Linked DNA regions of Zea mays: region 1 is linked to region 2. Evidence: chromatin contacts called from public Hi-C data. All regions are on one chromosome and are shown on one strand. The core of a region is the stretch at or near the end of the contact, and the rest is flanking DNA. Distances in the headings are between cores, read along the strand shown.

Region 1 (6,849 bases), core at 2,105-4,604, 310 kb after region 2:
TGTAATGGAACATGTAATGTGTTGTGTGGTACTATTCTAGTGTTGCTATTTTATCTAATTATCTATGGTGATGTTGAATGGATGATTGAATGATGTTGGAATTTTTGTAATGGTATTTAGATGGATATATTTCATTTGTATAATATTTTATTTTTGATATATGTTTAATCTTTGTGGGTACGGGTGATCCGACGGGTGACCCATACCCACGTGGGTATGGGGTGAATCCATACCCACCATACCCACCAGTGGATATGGGTGACCCGATGGATAGTTTTTTTGTCGTGGTATGGGATAGTAATATCTCGTGATATTTACCCATTGTCATCTCTTGTTTTGGCAGTTTAAGGACTAAAAATGACTAAATTTTAGTCACTAAACTTAGAAGGTGTAAACCAAACGGGACCTAAAATTTAGTTCCCAAAGTTTAGGAGTGTGACTAAATGAACCAAACATCCCCTAATTAAGGAACGTACAACCTTAAACCTCTAGATTATTTATAAGTACAAAAACAGCTAATAAATAGACTGCATAATATGATAGAGTGTTTTTAAAATCAGTCACATTATAAATATAGTTAGAGGACTATAAGTACGGAGAGACATGTAGAGATTGATTCTTCACGAAGAGATTGTCTCTTTTTTTCATTTAACTCCTAAGAACCCCCTCAAGGGTCGGGTATTAAATGAAGTTGTATACCCTTACAAAAAAGATCCAGACGGCTTCACAGTCCCTTCTTCTCACTCAAGATCTAGAGGAAAGCTTTATCGTCGCATTTATTACTATTTGATGTAACATATCAAATAATATTTTGATCTGCAACAAAGCTAAGCAAATAAGGAGTCGAGAATTACAAACAACTTGCCAATATAATGTTGCTACGACGCCTAGGTGATAAGACTGCCTCCAAAAATATCCTCTAGATTTCATCCTCTAAAAATATTATATGTCCTTTATAACACGAGTTAAAAGATTTCATCCATCTTTACTCTCTCGGGCAATGTCACCTATATCTCATCCCGTATATCTTACCAACTATACTACCAGAATTATCCTAAACTATAGTGTTTATATTACCAGAACTTTTATAAACCGTATTATTTGTTACAAAAATAAAATAAAGCATTCGTATAAGGATTGGAAATCTTGTATTATGTACGAATAGATGCAAAACCTGGCTTCTTTCGTATGAATACATAGTGCTGAGGGCCACGAGTTACATCATTAGTTTTGTCCTCGTCATTAGTGTTCTATGTGAATAGATGCCAGAAATTAGTTTATCAACATGAATTCATCATTCAAATTTGTAGAAAGCCCAAAAGGTTATGAAATCATATATGTATTCATACATAATTAAAAAAACATCATTGAGAAAAGGCTACCATTGGCATCTATTGTCCATCGAGTAATTCTGCCTGCTACATGTTTTAGTATTCAGATTATGAACACATAAACTCGGGACATATTGACCAGAAGATTATTATCACACAAACATGAACATAATGTTGCCTAGGACTTTCAGACATATATAAAGGTCAAATAGAGGAATTTCAGAGGACGTACAATCATCCACAGAACCAAGCAACTTGAATCAATAGAAATTACAATTTGTTTGTGTTGATACACATATCTCGTGGTCCTCCAGGAACCAGAAATGGAGACACATATTGGTTGTAAGTCGTACGATTAATCGCGATTGGTCATGATTACTCGTTCAAGTCGGTTTGGACCAATCGCAATTAATCGTCTAAGTCGATCAGTCAGAACGACTAGCAAGTCGTCCGACTTGAAAACAACCTGCCAATAACTTTAGGCTGCATGCAACGACATGGCCTAAAAGTATATCTAAGCATGGACGTATCAATATGGTGCAGAGCATGATCTCAATCCAGTAGGACCAATTCTAGTTACAACATTTAATTCTCTACCAAGTGCTACAAAGAATATATAGACAATCGTAAATCTAAAATCAGCAAAAGAAAGAGCTCTATACAGCATATCAGCATTATAGACATTCTAAGAATGTTCCAATATGTAGCAGTTTGGTACAGATAATCTAATCATGTACAACAAAGTTGGCGCTTGAGAGGCTGATATTACCGTTCAATAAAGGGGAAAATCTGCATCACTGCAAATCAGAATATAACATAGAACAAAGAAAGGAATTTTTATTACAAACCAAGTATTACAATGTCACCAAGGCCAGGCATGAGAATGGTCGTTCAGCATCTGCAGTTGAAAACAGAAGGTGAATATAACCAAGCAAAGCGAAATTGATCAAACAAACCTGAATACAAAAGGCCAATCCCAGAACATTGTTTGCGAGCCAATGCTTCCTTGACGTATACCACACAAAAAATTCATGGCTGCTAACTGCGTCCACAGCGCGGTGCGAAGAAGTATGGCACGGCCGGGGGTGGACTGTCGCTAGCCACACCATCGTGGACAGCCGCAGCTTAAGGGCGGCATCACGTGAGTGGCCATGGACTGACAGCCCAACAATCATCGCGTGAGTGGCAGTTTAAACGCGGTTGAAGAGGAGAAGGCGGAGATCACGGGGCAGAAGAGGGACGGGGAGAGCGCGCGGCGAGGAGGAGGGAGAGGGATGACGGAGCTTCGACGGGGGAGGCTGATGTAGGTGGAAGGAGTGTACGGGTCGGATATGGGCTTGCTTGCTAGCTCTCCGAGTAGAATGCACGGAAGATCGTCAGAAGACGTACGACAGCCAGTCATCAAACTCTCCGAAACTGCAGCAGCGTGTTTGATTTCTTTGCTCGCTGCCTCGCTGGCAGGTGCACGTCTTCCTCCTTCCTTTTCCGCTTCTCACACTCTCTCTCAACGTTTTGGGCCCAGCCCGCTAGGCACGGTTAGAAAACCAGTCAGTGACGTGTAAGCACGCGAGCTCGATTTATTGTCCAAGTTCAGCCCGCAGCGGACCTAAACGGGCCGGCCAAAAAGCAGTCGAAAAACGGGCTAAGCGGGCCGGTAAACACATTTTAGTGTAAAAAAGCGGGCTTAACGAGTTTATAGGCGAAACATGGACTAATTAGGTATAATTTGTTTTTTTTAATTAGATTATATTTAATACTTCCAAGTTCCAATTAATATCTATGACAAAGGCTACAATTCAGTTATTTTTTAATACAAACTGGTCAGGCACAAGACTTATATATAATGTAAACAGGCAAGACAAGGACAAAGACGACACAGTGCGGCGTTCAGTCACTCACACGCGGTTTCCTTTCGTTCCGATGGACTCCGTCGTCTCCAAGCCACCGCCGGTCGCCGCCTATATATATTATATATATCTATCTTTTCTCCTGCCTTACCTTCTCCCTCACACCTTCCCGCGTCTCTCTCTCTCTCTCTCTCTCTCTCTCTCTCTCTCTCTCTCTCTCTCTCTCTCTCTCTCTCTCTCTCTCTCCACCATCCAAATCCACACACGCACCGTCCGCGTCCAGCTAGCTACTCCACCTGACGAGTGACGACGACTCCAACGCCTGCCCGGCGGCCCGCGCATTCGCGTCAATGGGCAGCACAGGAAGACAGCAGCAGACGCGGCTCCGGCCGCCCCGCTTCAGCAGCTTGTTCCTCCTCCTCCTCGTCCTCCTCGCCGCCGTCTTCACGCAGCCATCCAGCTGCAGGCCTGTGCTTCTTGTCGACAAGACCGACGCCACCGACGTCATACTGCTGCCTGTACCCGCCGACGCCGAGACCACAGCGACGGTCGTCTTCGCGGCACCGTCGGCGACCGTGCCCAGAGAGGACGACGACGAGGGCCGGCGGCATCATCGGCTCGCCGGCGGCCGCCACCAGTGGCTGCTCAACAAGAAGCCCCGGGGCAAGGCGCCGCCCTCCGCCCCCAGCAAACGCACCAACTGATTTCATTTCATCTCGATCGACATCGACCGTGCGTGCTCACTCTCCAACGACGGAAAAACGACACGCTGATACTAGTTCTCCTCGTCTTCCATTCAAACTTCTTCTTCATTTATTTCTTCTTTTCTTTTTTCTTTTTTTTGGCTTGAGTACATATATAGTACAGTCTACAGGATGTAAATGTAGATACCGATCGATACATGATACAATTCAGTTCCAAGTGTTTCGCGATCGCGTCTTCATTGTTAGGCAACGTACGCCACAGTGTCTTTTTAGTTCTTGGATCTATAAAAAGGTGAGAATATATATTATTGCAGACCGAGATGCATGTTCTTGTTCTTGGATCGAGCAAGCAGGGGAGGACGGCATTCGGTCAACCAGTTTGACGCCTGCATGGCTGGGAGACACGCATACGCATGCAAGGCGCCGTAGCGGACAGCGGGTCGACAGTGCGTGGGCGTGAACGCGCGCGAGTTTTACGCGCTTTTCGCCTTTTGCGTCCACGCGGATCGATCAGGACGCGCACAGACTTGCGAGATAATTTATTTGTTGCGAGATCCTGCCAGACCCCTTACTCGTTATATAAACGCCAACAAAGGCTACTAAAAACGCTATTCTCAACAACAACACAACCAACTAGCCCTCCAACATGTCTGAAGGGGGACCTTTTCCTAGTAACAGTACTATCTACATGTCATAACCCTGCATCTTTATTCCTTCTGCTTCTCTTGCTGTCCCTTTTGTTTTCTTTCTTTTTTTTTCTTTTTTGCCAAATGAGGGTGTAAGGCTGATCGCAGGGACAAGGTGAATCTGACGCCTGGAGTACGGGAAGAAAATGGCAGGATATACAACATGTTGTCTGGTTTCAGGGAGCAACAACTCGGTGCCACTGCTGCGGTTCAGCACAGACCATTCATCGGTAATTTTGCCTGGTGATCAAGTGCGGCGTTGACAGTCACCTCTCAGTTCATACTACAGTGTACCGCCATCAACATTCAACTGGACAGTGGGGGGAAGTCTCTGCTGTCCTTGAGGCGATATGATTGAGCGCCATCCCTGTGAATTGTACAGTGCAGGGTCAGACGTTGTAATAAACGCAGTAAACTCAGCACAAAACATGATCTAGATGTGTATTTATCAAGTACATCAGTAAGCTTTTAATGGTAAGCTAGTAAAATCTGCATTACCAAATCTGAAAAGACATCAGAATCCAAGGACACCAATTCTTTCTTGATTCACATAGTAATAATAATGTGACCAATGACAACTTGAATTGCCTCCCATCAAAATGGTACGCACGTGTGGTTCTCAAGAGTCAAGACCAAGGAACCCAGTACGATATAATCAAAAAAAAATTACATGCAGTATAATTTACTCTATGTATTAATGCCCGACCGTCAACATCACAACTATCTAAATAACTTTGCAGAAACACCAAAGTACCAAACTACAAGGAGTAAAACATCTAATTGTTGTAACATGGAAATGCCCACTACATTAAACATCATTTCTGCCATACAATTATTGTTAGTGCTGGCGATGAAAATAATATGCCATACATACCTCATTAGATTGGAATCTGTCGTAGTAGTGTTTCGAGGAGCAGAAACAGTACTCACAGGTCCAGAAACTTGATTGCTGGAAGCGGATTCTGATCTGCTAGCATGGTCTTTGGAGGTAACTTCTAAAGGCAACGGCCCCAATATCCCAGACTCAAGTTTACTGTTAAAGGTCCTGGACTCAAGCTTACTGTCTTGCAGGAGCATGAAACCATTGCCATGGAAATTATTCCTTCGAACCTGGGAAGATGGAGAATGAGCTGGTACCTTCAATTGATCTCTTGGAGAGTTAAGAGATGACGATGACATTGGTATACTCATTGGAGATGGCATTCCATGATCAGTTGCACCAGGAATATGTATCTGTGGTAGCTCATGCCTCAATTCCAGACCAGATCCCATATCTGCAGGCATATCTGTTCTGACATGGTGATGGAACCTTTGATAATTATTTGAAGCGAACTGATTTCTTCCTCTCTCCACACGTCCAGTGGGTGGCCTATTCTTGCGCAATTTCTACAGCATCCAACAAGGCAGACAAAATTATCATGAATACGGGACAAAGCTAAAGTAATCCTACTATGTAGTGAACTCATAAGAATAATGCCACAATGGAGACATCTTCAAGGTTATTGCATGTGAAGAAGGGCAATAACTCTAATAACATGATAAATAGATTACAAGGAGATTATTATGTGCACACATGTACAACATTTGGAACAGAAAGAACACATGGGCAAGTAACAGATACAGATTGTTCAGAAATGTTATTTTAAGTTCTACAAGCATATTTAGAATGTCCATGGAGGGAACATACTCGGTCAGAAAAGTAGGTGCCTGTTCCACGGGTCCTCATAGCCATAGGATCATCTGGTTGAATAAATGGACTCCACACAAGATAGCCAGATGGGTAAGGAGGGCAAGGGACTGCACCATTCATGCTAGCATATGAATATGGATTTTTTCTTCCTCGACCATTTGAAGGGCACGTGTTCTGACATTGCAGGGATGGTGGAGCAGGCCTTCCAGAGGAAAACGGGTTTACTGGATTATCTTGCTGGAACCCTTGCGCATACTGAAGATTATGGAAGTATGTCTCAAAATCTCCAGTGAGATCTTTCAAGATGTTATTATTGGCTCCACCAAGTTGTGAATTTTCATGTGTACATGCTGAGTTAGAGGTGGCCAGAACATTAACAAAGCCAGCAGAAGAGTAAGCATTATGCTCAATGGGTGGCAGAAAGCTTCCTGAAAACTCATTGTGATACTTGGCATCTTCAAAAGAGTGGTAAGATCTGCTTGTGAACTGCTTTGTTGGCATCCCATGGTGTGACATGTTTGTGTTATGTCTAACAACCACCTTACCATTTTCTAATTGGTAAAATTGATGTGGGGCATAACGTCTCCCAGA
Region 2 (7,088 bases), core at 768-3,267:
TTTGGATTATTATAACAGTGGGGTGAAATATTGCAGGCACAACTAGAAGAGAGGAGGGGACGGATGGAGATGGGGGCGAAGATGAGGGCAGAGTGGGTGGCTCGCTTGGTGGATCAGTAGAGGATGGCGGAGATGTTCCAGTACATGCGGAGCCTTGGCGTCGCATAGGGTTCTACTCCAGCACCTTTGTTGTTCCCTTCAACTGACCCTGCTAAGTTCCATACTCCTGTGATTATCAAAATTTTAGTCTTACATGATATATATTCATCTGGTCTCATACATGCAATCTCTTCTCTGTGCAGGGATAATCGGCGGCATCGAACAACACTCACGCTTCGACCAGCCCTTCGCCGAATCAGTCCAGCCACCCACCTCACTGATGACATTTGTGTTGGTGACATGTTTGAGAAACCTGTTATGAGATACTTGTTTTTGAAACTTTTGTGAGATACTTGGTGAGACTTATGTTTGTGAAACTTCTTTGATGTGTTGATATTTGTGAGATATATATATGGTGTTGCTGATACATATTGATTTTGTGATATATGTGATGCCAATGATATGTGTCTTTTGTTTGTTTGGATGTAATAATAAAAACAAATAAAAATGGGTTTTCTGGTCACTTTGTTGAGTGTATAGCACTCGACAAAAAAAACACAACTGAGATCAAGTAAAGCTTCTTGGCCAAGTGTTGTGGCCCCGACACTCGGCAAATAAACACACTTTGCTGAGTGTCTCCTAGTGCACTCGGCAAAGAAATTGGCAAAGGGGCAACTAGTGCTCACTTTGCCGAGAACTAGTCCAGCAGACACTTGACAAAGAGAGTGTCTTTGTCGAGTGCCTAGTGGAGCACTCGGCAAAGGGACTGGCAAAGTGGACCACTGAAGCCTTCTTTGTCGAGCGCTAGTCCAGCAGGCACTCGACAAAGGCTCTATCACCGTTACTTGGCGCTGTGACAACGATTTTTTTTTGCCTAGTATCAGGTGAAACTTGGCAAAGAAGCTGCTGCCGATGTATAGTTCGCCGAGACTTCTTTGTTGAAAGTCACAATCGGCAAAGAGTTAGTCGAGTGTTTTTTTTGAGCTACCAGTTGTGATCCGATAGTGAAACCTCTCAGCTAATTTTAGCCATCACTAACTATTAGCCAATGCTACCTAGTCACAGTAGTTGTCGATGGAACATGGGTGGATGTAGGGGCGTGGTGATGGATTTTAAATTTTATACTATAAATTTTAATGTTCGGATCGAATTGGAATCAGACTTTCTATTTATTTTTGAACTAAAATTATTTAAGGTCTCAAACAAATTGTTAGAAAACATTTGGATTATGATCCATTGGACTATTAGCCTCTAGAGGCTTATTGGCTTGTATCTAGATCAAAAGGTGGTATTAAATCTCTCTCTAGTCAAAAATCGAATAGAATGAGATTTAATCCCTCTCCCCTCCCATATAAGTACGCAATAACCGAAAGGCCTAGGTGGATGCGACCGAGTCTCGTCCAAGACGAGCTCGTGAGTCACACTTGACCAGCTAAATATACGTACCAAGCTATAAATGAGAGTGTCATGCATGCATGCGGATATGTGAAAGGAAAATGACGTAGCTGCGGACGACCTTCGCTAGTAAGCTGATCCTCCATCGGAACATGCATGGTATGCAGTCTGTACGTGTGTGTGGCTCAGCTAAGCTAGCTGCTGCATGGAATGAGTACTATGTACACACTGATTTGACATCGCCCGCCTCGTCAACGACGACTACACGCATATATATGCATTCGAATCGGAGCTAGTAGTGTCAACAGATAGGAACCGAGAATTAATAATGTCATATATATGCATGCTATTTACATTTTACCTTTCCTATGAAATTAATTCTAGATGCAATTTATTTTATTATGAGTATGACATATCCATAACATATGAGTTAATGTTGGCATCCAACAAATAATGTCTCATCTCTCCACCGCGTAAAAGACGACGTAGGAACCGTGTTACGTTTTCCATGTGCCGCGGCTGGCGTGCACCGTGTTGCATGACACACCGCGATCGATCCCAATTCCCAAACTATACACACTACCAGACTAACATTCTTGACCGAACATTGTAAACACTCGGTAAGATTTTTTTACACTCGGTAAATATTTTATCAATAAATAGTTTTTTGTCGAGTACTTTTTTCGGTACTCGATAATTTTTTTTTTTGCCCAATATTAAAAAAAACACTCGACAAATTAGGAATCGTAAAAAGTTATCGTCTAATAAAACGTAGGATTTGTGTTTGTTGACGACAAGTTCGTTGTCATCATGTGCATTGAAAATGAATAACTAGAAAGGAAGTGTCTTTATCATGTGTATATGCAACGGCAGTCATCTCGATAAGTATATTTATCATTCCATGTGACATCGTCCTCTCCATCTTGCTTAACGCGGGGTGGACATGACATGGCGCGACGTCAACAAAAAATTAAGAAGCAAACAGTACAGCCAGCTAGACTGGCACACGTCACGGTGCTGACGTCACCTGTGTGCACGCAATCCGGGACCGCGTATGCACTTGTCAAACAAAGAAAGCCTATCTAGAACGTCCTGGCCCATGCAATGGCAGAAATCAAAGGTAAAGGAAAGGACGTTCTTTTCTCAGTCGTTAGCTAAAGCTATACTTGCTCGTTTGCTTGCTTGCTCTTTTCTGGTAAGTTTAGAGGTCGCTCCATCCTGCATCTAACTCAGTGGTAACCTATGTATATATACACTTCAGGAGCAGATTCCTAGCCAACTCCTAATTAACAAAATACCGTACTTTAACTAGCTTAGCTTTACGTTACGCGTGTCATCGTCACGGGGTTAGTTCATGCATGTTGTGTTGGTGTTCCTCCTTTTCTTCGTAGCCGCGCGTACGGAATCACCCGTACGTTCCAAATAATCACATGCATGCCACATATAATCATAAGCCGAAAGAGCTACTATATCTACGAAAGCGAATGAACCTAAAATATCAACCACACATGTTGTACATAGAGACCATAATTAGCCGTTCCAACAATATATATCAGAATCATCACAGTACCCAAATGCATGCGCTTCTGGATATATATAAATTTACGTGGTCATGCATGTTTCAACCTCTAAGAAGCCTGGTGTTTAATTTACAGATTTGGCGATCTAAGATCATAGGGGAATCCATGAGAGAGGAATTTCTTTGCTATTCAATTCCTCTCTATGGATCCTCAGCCCTCGTGATCCATGGTCACCAAACCAGCTCTAATCATGTTCAGTGGTATGCTTTAGATTGAACACATTGTTTGTTCGTGCCGTGGTTTTATGGGGTCCACATGGAAAACTCATTTGTTTCAAGGCAATATTTGAATATATAGTGGCAACGAAAGTCCAAAAAAATTGTAAAGACGCGAGACAAGTTGGAAAGTATATGATAACTCGATCGTGCCTGGAAAGTCCAACTCTCAAGGATTGCATGGGTCAATGCAAGGTTAGGATTCAACCATGTCAGGCCTTGTTCGGTTAATTCCGTTACCCATGGATTGGATGAGATTAGAAAAAATTAAGAAGAACTTTGACTTGCTTAGGATTTAAACCCACCCAATCCCGCTCAATACACATGGATTGAGAGCTAACCGAACAAGCCCTCAAGGGTTTTGTTAGGTTTAGAAAGCTAGCAGAATATTCATCGGAGTTCTAAACACTACCGGATCACTAATATAATATTTTTTTTACAGTTTTGAAATTGAACCATGCCAATCGATGTCGATACTCGGTAGAGACTAGATAGAGGGGTTGGTATTTATAATTCAGTTTGGTTTTAGTGATTAATTGCAACACAACACAAGATTATTGTGACTAGTGTGTGCTTTTATATAAACAATGTAAGTTAGTGTTGAGTACCATTTGTGACACTAGGCACGACCGATTCGACCCTAAGGCCTGGACGGTCTGGCTCATAGTCGGACCGCGAATAGATCGAATCAAGGCGGTTAAAACTTCTATCTCCTCGCGTGTTTAGCCCTCTAATCTCGCGGGAGCTGTTGAAGAACGCCTAGGAATAGTCTAGACCTCCCCCTTATATATTTGAAGGGGTATGGCCGATTGAACAACCAACAATCGATCAAACAATAAATTTACCTTCAATTCTTTACCTTTTGCCCTAAGAGTAGATAATAACATAGATTTCATCCCCTAATCTTCACCTCTCTTCGGCTCTACGCCGTTTAGAGGCGTCTTGGGTGGCCTGCCGATCCCAAAACAAACCCTAGGATCTCTCCTCCCGGGAGCGAGATCCAGATGCTGTTGGCGAACTCCACCGCCTCTGCGTACGCGTGGACCGTCCGGCTCTTCAGACAGAAACCTTAGCCTCTGCGTAGGTCATCACGGACCATCCGGCCCTCGGCTGTGAACCGTTCGCGTCTCTGTAGAGAGCACCGTCGTTGGTACTCATTGTAGTGTTTGGCGCCCGGATCGGCGCCAACAGTTAGGTTGTAACAATGTAGTACGGTTGGGCGCATCGGTGGCATAGGTTATAACTAATGTTAATTTTAGAGTAAATTAAGTTAGGTTATAACCACATGGCTGTGGCCATAACATTTGAACCATGCTATTTTTGGTGAACTGGAGTTGGCTGTGGTGGCAGGCTAGTAGCCACCACAAATAAGTCTTTTTATTTTTTGGTGGCTAGCTCCGGTCATAAAAAATAACAAATTAGTTTTTGGCGATCTAGTGTCAACCACAAAAAATAAGGTAATTTTCATCAGCCTTCTTGGTAGGCGCAAAAAATATTTTGGTCGTCGAAAGTTTATCGATTTCCTATTCTCTCTATATACACACACTAAGATAGCATGAGCACATTTTTGTTTGATTTGACGTTAAGGATAAACAAAAACATTGCAGCACAATGTTGCAAATAGAGGTGTCAATGAAAAAAATTCTCCGTCGGATTTTAACGCCCTATCCCCATTTTCATGAAACTATATCCATCTCCATACCCATCACGGGTATAAGATCCATCCCATATACATCCCCATTCGAGTATTGAGTCTCTAACGGATCCCCATCCCCGACACGAAAAGCATGATCACATTGGGGGACTGGTCGTGATGCTTCAACTTTGTATCGCCTCGCAGTCGCATGAGTTAGGACGGAGGTTGCGGGCCAGCTCGTTGCTTGCCTAATGGCTGGTGCTTGGCGCTCGAGTGGGATGAAGGCTGAGCAGTCGAGTGGAGCTTCGGTCCTGTGAGGAGTCGACGGATTGGTAGGGGTAGGTGGGGGTCCGAATTTTTTGTATTTTAGCCCTTAAACAGAAGTAAAATCACGTTTAGACCTAAAAAAATTTTAAATGCAGTTTTGGACCCTTTGCTCGGCGCCATAGCCTATGGCGCCGAGGTCGTGTTGCGTTGGCACACCCCAGACGCGTGGCGTCGACGTGGAACCGAGCTCGGCGCCACAGATCTTGGCGCCGAGCTCGGTTGTGTTATTAAAATATTTGTTGCGGACATGAGCACAAAGCCCATCTAGCCCACTTGGTAGAGCACAAGGCTTCTAACCATGTGGTCGTGGGTTCAAGCCCCATAGTTTGCATTTTTTTTGTTTTTTTTTGTTTATGTCGTTGGTGTGTCCGCTTAAATTTATTTCTCGCCTAGATTTTTGTTTATCTTCCAGGTGCACTCGATGATGCTGCCATTACAGAGTCATTAGAACTACACAAAATTAAGAGCCGCCAATGGGCGATTTTCAAAACATCTGCAATAAAGGGAGAGGGGCTCTTCGAAGGTTTGGACTGGTAAGTGGGGTCAAATTTTCATGTCCTAAGCGATGTTTCTGCAAGATATGACAAGTGGATGAATGTCTTTAATAAACCATTCGTATCATCAGTTAAAATAGTTCTTCATACATTATCAAGTAGTGGCTGTACTGTCCGTCGATCAAGATGCAGTTCTATGTATTAATTACAAAAAAAAACACGCCTTTTGCATTTACGTGATGAGAGAGCTGGAGACATTATTGGAGGAAGCAACTTATGGTTGGCTATTATTGCAGGCTCAGTAACACGCTCAAATCTGGAAGCAGCTAAGGAGCCTCCGCCTCGTCATGAATCATTTGCTGGAGGCTAAAGAATAGCCGATGCTTGCAAGTCAGCGCGCAAATCCCATTCTCTTTGTTTTAACTCCAGAAGTTCTACACCGCCATCAATTATCTGTAAAGTGCGTGTTAAATTTTTTGGATACTACATTAGATGTACCCCCAGGTTGAGATCAAGAATAGGTCTGTGGCAACTTCAGTGTAAGTATAGGTAAATTATATAAGCTGAACTGACTTCAGTGACAAAACAAAGATAAAAAAAAATCTAGGCGAGAAATAAATTTAAGCGGACACACCAACGACATAAACAAAAAAAAACAAAAAAAATGCAAACTATGGGGCTTGAACCCACGACCACATGGTTAGAAACCTTGTGCTCTACCAAGTGGGCTAGATGGGCTTTGTGCTCATGTCTGCAACAAATATTTTAATAACACAACCGAGCTCGGCGCCAAGATCTGTGGCGCCGAGCTCGGTTCCACGTCGACGCCACGCGTCTGGGGTGTGCCAACGCAACACGACCTCGGCGCCATAGCCTATGGCGCCGAGCTGTGTTAGCTCGGCGCCATAGGCTATGGCGCCGAGCAAAGGGTCCAAAACTGCATTTAAAATTTTTTTAGGTCTAAACGTGATTTTACTTCTGTTTAAGGGCTAAAATACAAAAAATTCGGGGTGGGCGTCAGCAGAGTGGTGGCAGGGAGATTAGTCGCCTAGGTTAGAGCATCTCCAACAACGTGACCTATAAAAATGCCCTATAATTTAAAAATAAGTATATTTTATAGAATTTAGGGCACTAACAAAACACCTCGCTCAAACAGTAAATCCCCAAATCTAGATTATAGGGCAGCCCACTACGGTGTAGTATATTTGAGTCACTTGAGAGGGTGTCCTATAGTTTTTTGACAAAAAATTATGAAATAGGGCACTGTGAGTAGTTTTCCCTGTGTAGAGCCCCATATTTTAATTTGAGGCACTAGTTTGAGGCATTGTTGGAGATGCTCTAA

Evidence for each region. A called contact is a pair of places that touch in the nucleus more often than the background predicts.
Region 1: a contact with region 2 is called in a Hi-C map of bundle sheath, with 2.4 times the contacts expected there. The contact joins the promoter of LOC103651678 here to the enhancer-like site in region 2. A contact is called at or near these places in 2 of 25 Hi-C or Micro-C datasets (bundle sheath and tassel).

What each region holds. Positions count from the first base shown.
Region 1 is chr3:236,818,668-236,825,516 of Zm-B73-REFERENCE-NAM-5.0, forward strand. It overlaps LOC103651678, which reads left to right and starts at 3,355. Exons shown (of 1, transcript XM_008677387.4): 1 at 3,355-4,197. The coding sequence starts at 3,529. The coding sequence ends at 3,882. It overlaps LOC103651679 (PAP/OAS1 substrate-binding domain superfamily), which reads right to left. Exons shown (of 9, transcript XM_008677388.4): 7 at 6,256-6,849; 8 at 5,443-5,954; 9 at 4,418-4,935. The coding sequence ends at 4,875.
Region 2 is chr3:236,514,549-236,521,636 of Zm-B73-REFERENCE-NAM-5.0, forward strand. It overlaps LOC103651700 (a long non-coding RNA gene), which reads left to right and starts at 5,624. Exons shown (of 2, transcript XR_564891.4): 1 at 5,624-5,785; 2 at 6,043-6,275. Within about 2 kb of position 2,018, at least 10 of the 20 cell types and tissues checked have an H3K27ac peak or open chromatin away from gene starts, as enhancers often do. A contact at or near this core is called in bundle sheath and tassel, where this site is marked.